2 separate regions of the Mus musculus genome follow, and region 2 is linked to region 1. A link is a contact called in public Hi-C data. All regions are on one chromosome and are shown on one strand. Each heading gives the region's core, a stretch centred on a gene start, on an enhancer-like site or on the middle of the called end of the contact. The rest is flanking DNA. Distances are from core to core; before and after follow the strand shown.

Region 1 (3,770 bases), core at 697-3,196:
ACAAATAAAACATGAATAAATCTAACAAACAAACACCCTTAACTCTAGTTGGATCAAAGACTTAAATACTCTGAAAACTGCTCAAGCAAGAAGTTTTCCTTACCATACAGGCATAGGTAGAGTCTTTCTGAATCAGATTCTAGCAGTGCTGAAAATAAGATCAACAATAGACAAAGAAGAAGGCTCAGTACAGCAAAGGAAAACATCACTACGATGAAGAGGCGGCCAGCAGAACAGTAGGAAATCTTTATAGGTGACACTTTAGACAAATTTGGTACGTAGGATATACAAAGACATAAAAAATAGTGGACTTTAAGTAAACAACCCAATTTAAAAAGCAGTCTATGGACCTGTGACAAAGTTCTCAAAAGAAAAATCACAGGTGGCTAGGAACAACTTAGAAAGTGTTCATCACCCTCAACTATCCAGGAAATGCAGATCAAAACTACATTAAGATTCCATCTCAACCTAGTCAAAAATACAGATGACCAACCACAAAGGCTGGCCTGTGGGGGTAAGTGGAACCCTTGCATTGTTGGCAATAATGTCAACTTCTGTAGTCATTTTGGAAATCAATCTGAGGATTTATTAACAGAAAACAACACTAGAAATAAAACCATAGTAGGACCCAGATGTACAGCTTCTAGGCACATACACAAAGGACCCCACACTATCCCACAGAAATACTTATACAGTCATCCTCATTGCTGCTCTAGTATCAGCAGCCAGGAAGCAGAAGCGGCCTAGGTGTCCATCAGCTGATGAATGGATATTGAAATATACATATACGCAATGCAATTTGATTCAGCTATTAAATAAAATAAATTAGGAGATTTGCAGGTAAATGAACAACTGTGAAAAAAATCATACTGAATGAGCTAACCCAGACCCAGAAGGACAAACACCATATGTTCTCTTTATGTGAGCTTCCTGGCTTACAGCAGCTGTGGCCATTTGCACTGGGCCTGCACAAGACTAGTCCCGTTAACGGTCATGGACTGGGGAAGGGCTTTGGGGCCCCACTGCTTACTTCTGAATTATAGGTTATGGTAGATTCCAGGAGTAGAGGAGTTACTGTCTCTAGCTGAGTACCCTCTGCTGAGCCCACCAGGCTTCCGTAGATAGCTCCAAAACCATGTCCACGCAGATGGCCCTAATTAGACCTGGTGGCTCATAAACCCAAACAAATAGCAGTTTGAGGCAGAGATTTGTAGGGAAAAGTCAGGGTAGACAGGATCAGGAACTAGATTTTAAAGTGGGTAGGAGATGAGAATAACCAGTAGTATTAATTGTATGTATGAAACCATCAAGGAACAAGCTTAAATAAAAGAAATAAGCAGAACAATAAACCAAAAGCAGTCCAATAAAATATGATCGGGTATCTTAGAGAGTATGATTAATTTATACCTAAGAGAAGAGACGTGGTGGAAACTTAAGCCCACCTCACAGAGCTTAAACATCACTTCTACCAGGAAATCTTTCCGACTTCGCAGTCGACTTAGAATCCTTCTCATAGCCTTTTCTGTGTGACCCAACTGTTTGTGCAGTAGTAGTTGCGTGTTTCCCAGAAGACTGTAAGCTTCTGACAGGAAAAGTCTCCGTCTTTTTGGGGCACCATCCTGAGGAATGTTGATGAATGTCAAATGGATGAATGAATTCTTTGCTTACTAAACCCAGGGAGGTTCCAGATCAGCCTGTAAGAGCGTAGCCCTCGGAGAAGGGGCAGACCTGGTGTCTCACTGTCTGTGTGCCACACTCCAATCCAAACCAAGGGCCTGGAGTTTGAGGAGCCTGTGTCTAGGACCAGAAACATGGTTGGTGACATATTCAAGCTTAATTTAGCTCAGGACCCAGCTCCAGAGAAAGAAGTATTCACAGACTGGGAAACCATTGTGTGTCGTTACTAATTAGAAAATTGCCTTTGGAACTGAAATATGTTTCACAGTGAATTTACTGAGCTCCGTGCTGAGGTGTGATTCTCTTGTGCCTGTTGTGTGACAATCCCACTCCAAGGTGGCATATGGAGATGCCCACAGCTCTGCAAATTAAAGAATCATTGGTGTTTCAAGAAACAGGCCAGCTTCTTGAGGGCCGGCAGTGAGCCAGACCAACCCAGGGTTGGAGTCTCACTCTGGCTATTGCAGGGGCAGCAGCTGGCTTCCTCCAGATTGCCCCTCTTGTTCAAGGCCCTCTTCCTGCTTCTCTATTTCTAGCTCTGAGCTCCCTGTGAATTCTTCTAGATATGACATCTAGGAACGAGGTCTGCGGCCGAGTTGAAAAATCACATCTTTATAACCCTAACCCTAACCCTAACCCTAACCCTAACCCTAACCCTAACCCTAACCCTAACCCTAACCCCTGATTTTGCACTTCCCACAGCTCAGGTAAGCCACCGAACACGGGGACCAGTTCCATTCCTGTCCTCGCGGCATAAATAGTATCAGCCATCCCATTAACTGAGATAATATTTTGGGTGTTGTAGAATCATTTCTAGATGTTCATGGCTGTATTTGAGATTTGGAGTGACCTTATTTTTAATTCTTACATAATCAGAATGCAGGAAAAGTTTGGGAATATGCAGCAAGAATTATCACTAAGACAATGGTTGGAAATAATTTTTGCTCTACTGGTCTATGTCACAGAGCCCAGGCAAGACACGGGGCAGATCTTTGTGGGTGATGATGTATCCCACCCAAGAAGACAGCACATACTAACTCTCTTCCGGGTGTGACCACAATCTCCGTGGCACACATTATATTTTACTTTATTTCATTTTCCAATTAGCCCTCTACTTACAGGTGGTAGTTTGGATGTGTAATATCCCACATAAGGTCATGTACTTGAATGGTGAGTCACCAGTTGGTGGTACAACCTTAAGAAGGTGGAGCCTTGCTGTGGGAAGTGGGCCTCTGGGGGATAGGACTTGAGGTTCTCACAGCTTGGCTACACTGCTTGTCTGTTCTCTGCTTCCTGACAATGCAATGACAATAGCTGACCTTACTCTTCTGGCCACCGAGCATTCTCTGATTTGACCTGTTTTATTCCCTATCACTGGGTCAAAACAAAACTTCCATTCTTAAAGTTTTTTATCGCCAGTGTTTGGTCACAGAAATCAGGAAAGTAACACTCTACAAGTGTGTGGTGTGTGTGTGTGTGTGCGCGCACACACACTTGTGCACGCGAATCTCAGGATACTCAATTACCAGGTTCACACAGCTGGTTTTCTTTCCACAATGAGAAAGGGCCTCAGAGGATATGGTGAGAAAGGGGATGCTGGAGAGCAAGGAGAAGCGACTGTCTTCCCATGACTCCCGAGCAGACCCGGCCACCGCCTGTCACTGCGGTTTCTCGCCTCTGCTGTGCCTTTCCGTTACTGTTTCCTATTGCATTTTTGTCAATACGTGTTTGATGGATAAGCACGTGGAAACATTGTGGATTACACAACACTGTCTTCAGAGGCTTCCACATGGAAGCTGAGAAGGAAGAGGAGGAGGAGGGTGGCGGTAGGCAGTGTATGGGTCTTCTAGGGCTGCTCTAACAAAGAACCACAAGCAGGGTGCTTAAACACATGGAAATCTTTCCTCTCATAATACCAGAGGCTGAGAGTCCAGAATCTTGCTCCCCTGGATTCTGGGTAGAGCCTTCCTTTGTCTTTTCCTGGATGCTCACAGTGCCCAGTCCTTGTTCGAAGCCACATTGTTTCTATTTGTGCCTAGGCCACCATGTCAGTGTCCTGAGTGTTTCTGTCACTATCTGGTGGTTCTATTGTT
Region 2 (3,770 bases), core at 903-3,402, 150 kb after region 1:
CTGGGTAACATGAGCTAAGACATAGCAAGAGACATGATGTGCAAGGGTATATATACACAGGGCTATGTATAGGAACAAACTATTAATATATTATGACTTTTGTATTGTCAGAAGTCCCTATTGTGGGTTATGATCCCATATATAAGAGGACTTTACCACTAGTTAGAGTCTATTTAGTGAACAAGTGACTCTTAAAGTCTGAGTAAACCACAGACATCTCACTGAAGGTATATTTCCCTAATAAGCATCCTTTGTGGATCTCCCTACTATCTCCTCAGAAACTCCTGGATACCAGGGAACAAGATGGTCCAGGTTTTAGCTCTCCAGTCTGAAATGTTATACAATCATTGTGTGGAAAATTAAGCTCTCTCTAGCAGCAGAAATACTGACCCCAATTGATAGAACAGTGCACATGTGTGTGTGTCACACACAAGAAGTAGGAAGTATCAATTTGGAATTAAAAGAGTGCAAAAAAGAAAATATTTAATATGACCTAAAATGATTCAATCACAGATTAAAAGACAGATGCATGTGGTAGCATAAAAATTATGTTTTTGCCCATCCAAAGTCTCTGTTGAAACATGAATATAACCTATATTTTAGTGTAAGATATTGGATATGGATTTGTGCAACCAAGGACTTTCATTCCTAGTATGTCAGCAATTCCTCCAAGCAACGAGGAGAAAGAAAACCTGAAGCAAAAGCAATCAAGGACTAGGTGACATTTTTAAATGGCCAATGCACGTGTGAAAGGGCACTCAACTCAAATAATAGCTAGGTATATGCAGATTAAAGCCACAATGAAATGCTGGTCTATACCCACCTCACTGGCAGGAAACAGAAAGTCTGACAGTTACAGGCATGAACAAGACGAGTTGAGAAGTTCAGCCTCATCTTTGTCAGTCAGAATGATCAGTTTAAACAGCAGTGTTCAGTGTCAGCCAGTATGCACAGACTCCATTCCTGGGTGGGGACCCTAGGGTGCACAGAGGAGGTGGCTCAGAACATCCTTGTCAGTTTGATTGCCTCGAATTGAAAACTGCCCCAATATTTACTGACATCACATTGAATGAACAAGTTCGGGCATGTCTAACATAACATATACACTAACAAAAATGAGCAAACTGTAATTATAATAGGAATGAATCTTTAACAAAAAAAGATCACTACACTATACTTTTTTATTTATGCAAAATTTAAAAAACAGGCACAAACCAATGATGTCATTTGGCTTTACATGTTAAACACAGTTTTTAAAGTATTGTGATGGAAGACAGAGCTTTGGTATCTGTGTTCACCTTCAAGAGCAGGAAACTGTGTCTAATATGGAAAGGCAGGAAACAGGTGGTGTGGGAGGCGGTGTTTTGTGTCTTGACCTGGGTGATGGCTGCATGGCTTTCTTGTTACATGTTTGGGTAAAATATATGTTTATTTTAATATGCTTTGCATGTGTGTTCTTCATAACTAAAAAAAATGTTTTGAAATACTATTCTAATCCTGACAGCTACTGTGTCTCATTTGAACATTTGTTTTGTTTTGTTTTGAGACAGGGTCTCTCTACAAAAGCTAGACTGGGCTCTGAACTACCTTATCTTCCTACTTTGGCCTCTGGTGCCATGACACATGGCTAAGCCTTTTCTTTGCAATGCTACAAATAATTAGTTTTTTTTTTTTAAAAAGATTCCCATAGCCTTTGCTCTATGGGAGGACTTGCTATTTCTATCTAGTGTTCTCCCTCCCTCCCTCCCTCCCTCCCTCCCTCCCTCCCTCCCTCCTTCCCCACTGTCTCTTTCATCTCTCTGTCATCTATCTGTTTAAACAATGACTGCTACATCCTAATGGAGCAGTTAGAAAAAAAACCAAAGGTAGAGATGGGCATACCTCAAATAAGGGCAAGCACAAGTCCAATTTGTAACATTCCAATGAGGACAGATGCCATCGATAAAATAAACAAACCATTAAACAACAAACAAACCATTAGGATGAGAACAGAAGTGTCTACACATTCATAATTTCTTAATTTCAGATCCTTGATGATAATGAGTCCACTGACAGACATTAGTTGGTGTAAGCGGTAAACAGGTGCCAACACAGAGACAAAATCAACTGCTGAGACTCAGGCTGCAGGCAGAGCCTGCCAGGGCTGGAGGAAATGGGCCACCGCATCATCTTGCCAGATGCGGTTGCTGCCTTCCTCGGAGGCTTCTGCTTAGCAGCCTGGGGGTGGGGTGGGGGTGGAAGCTGGCTCTCTCTGGCTCTCCTTGCTCAGGGGTTCTGGCTCAGCTGTGGGGGCAGATCTCTGGTGGTCTCAACATAAGTGCCCCAGAGACTTCCCTGGCAGGCCTTACTTAGAGACATCCAATCCTGTCCTTTCCCTCCTTTCGAGAGAGGTACGCCAGGGATGGAAGAAAGCCTGGGGAGGGGTGGGGTCTTGCCTAGTCTCTAGCAAATGCTAATTAACCATCAGCAGCCTCCAGGCCTTTCTGATTACCTGGGTGAGCAGGAGTGAAGAATGCCCAGGTGAGGTGCAGCTGACAGCCCCTGGGAATGGGAGCTGAGCTGTTAGGTGGATTCTCCATCACCCAGCCACACTCAGGCACTGGCGACAGGCACCTGTGTCTAGGCAATCAAAACATCTGTCTACCCGCAGCCTCACTCCAGGTCTGTATTTACCATGATTACAACATCAGACTGCCTTACAACATCAGACTGCCTAGTTTTCATGTGTATAGCCCTCCTGGGGCCAGGGGCTCTCAGCAAATGTGCAGTCAGGTAAAGGAAAGTCTATTTGTCCTGCTCTGCGGGTGGCTAAGTCCCTTGACCTCTGCCGTGAGTCTTACTGAGTCACTGCCTCTGAGACATGCAGACCAACGTGTAAATGGCAGGACAGAGGGTGGAATTCTTCAGTTTAGTGTAACACATGGAATTAGATGTTTCCTTTCAAATGAGAAGAATAAGGTGTCTCTTGGGATTATGGTGCCTTCTTTAATAATAATAATAATAATAATAATAATAATAATAATAATAATAATATAACCCACATCTGTCTACAGCTACTGTTCCAGAGGATACAATACCCTCTTCTTGCCTCTATGGGCACTGTATGCATAAAGTGCACAGACACACATGCAGACAAGCACTCAAACACATAAAAAATAAAAATAAATAAAGTCTCTCAAAAATACTTTTTAAAAAAAAATCCCCCATGTCTGTCTAGTCTACAGAAGCCTAGAGATTCATGTCAAGGCCACCAAACATTGTCTGGATTTATCCCTTTCCTCATGATCTCCAACCAGGCAAGTTCTATTGTGAGAGGTTTTTGTGACATAGGTAAGTGTCTCGGGGTGGCAGGTCTGCTTCCTTGAGTCCTGAAAGCGCGCTCAATGGCCCAGGAACCATGGTTAGATGTCAGCTCTATTCATTCAGTCATGGTCAAGATCACGACTGACCTCAGGTGGACTGTGGCCTCATCTGATTCTCCAAGCTAGTTTCATGATGCTGCCTGTGATGTTTCAGGGCTTCTTCCAGTGGAACTGTGGGGTCATAAGAGGAGGGAAATATCTAATAAACTCACCTATCCCTTTGTGACAAGGGAGACCCACTGGGGGGATGTGTGTTTTTGATGACTAGGCTGGTTCTTGAAAAATTAAAACTTGTATCCATAACTACTGAGTCCAGAGTTCATGCTCTGCACATTTATTCTGAGCTAGCATTCTCTCTCTCTCTCTCTCTCTCTCTCTCTCTCTGTGTGTGTGTGTGTGTGTGTGTGT

What was found. A called contact is a pair of places that touch in the nucleus more often than the background predicts.
Region 2: a Hi-C map of cortical neurons shows a contact between it and region 1, with 2.3 times the contacts expected there. The contact joins two enhancer-like sites. A contact is called at or near these places in 14 of 484 Hi-C or Micro-C datasets (8-cell embryo, the N1E-115 cell line, cerebral cortex and 4 more) and 2 of 115 datasets of contacts at active chromatin or transcription factors (acute myeloid leukemia and embryonic stem cells).

Annotation. Positions count from the first base shown.
Region 1 is chr9:47,956,050-47,959,819 of GRCm38.p6, forward strand. No RefSeq gene overlaps it. Among named protein-coding and RNA genes, the nearest start is that of Gm32016, 19 kb to the left of the region's middle. Within about 2 kb of position 1,947, at least 4 of the 459 cell types and tissues checked have an H3K27ac peak or open chromatin away from gene starts, as enhancers often do. A contact at or near this core is called in cerebral cortex and cortical neurons, where this site is marked.
Region 2 is chr9:48,107,014-48,110,783 of GRCm38.p6, forward strand. No RefSeq gene overlaps it. Among named protein-coding and RNA genes, the nearest start is that of Gm40518, 50 kb to the right of the region's middle. Within about 2 kb of position 2,153, at least 17 of the 459 cell types and tissues checked have an H3K27ac peak or open chromatin away from gene starts, as enhancers often do. A contact at or near this core is called in cerebral cortex and cortical neurons, where this site is marked.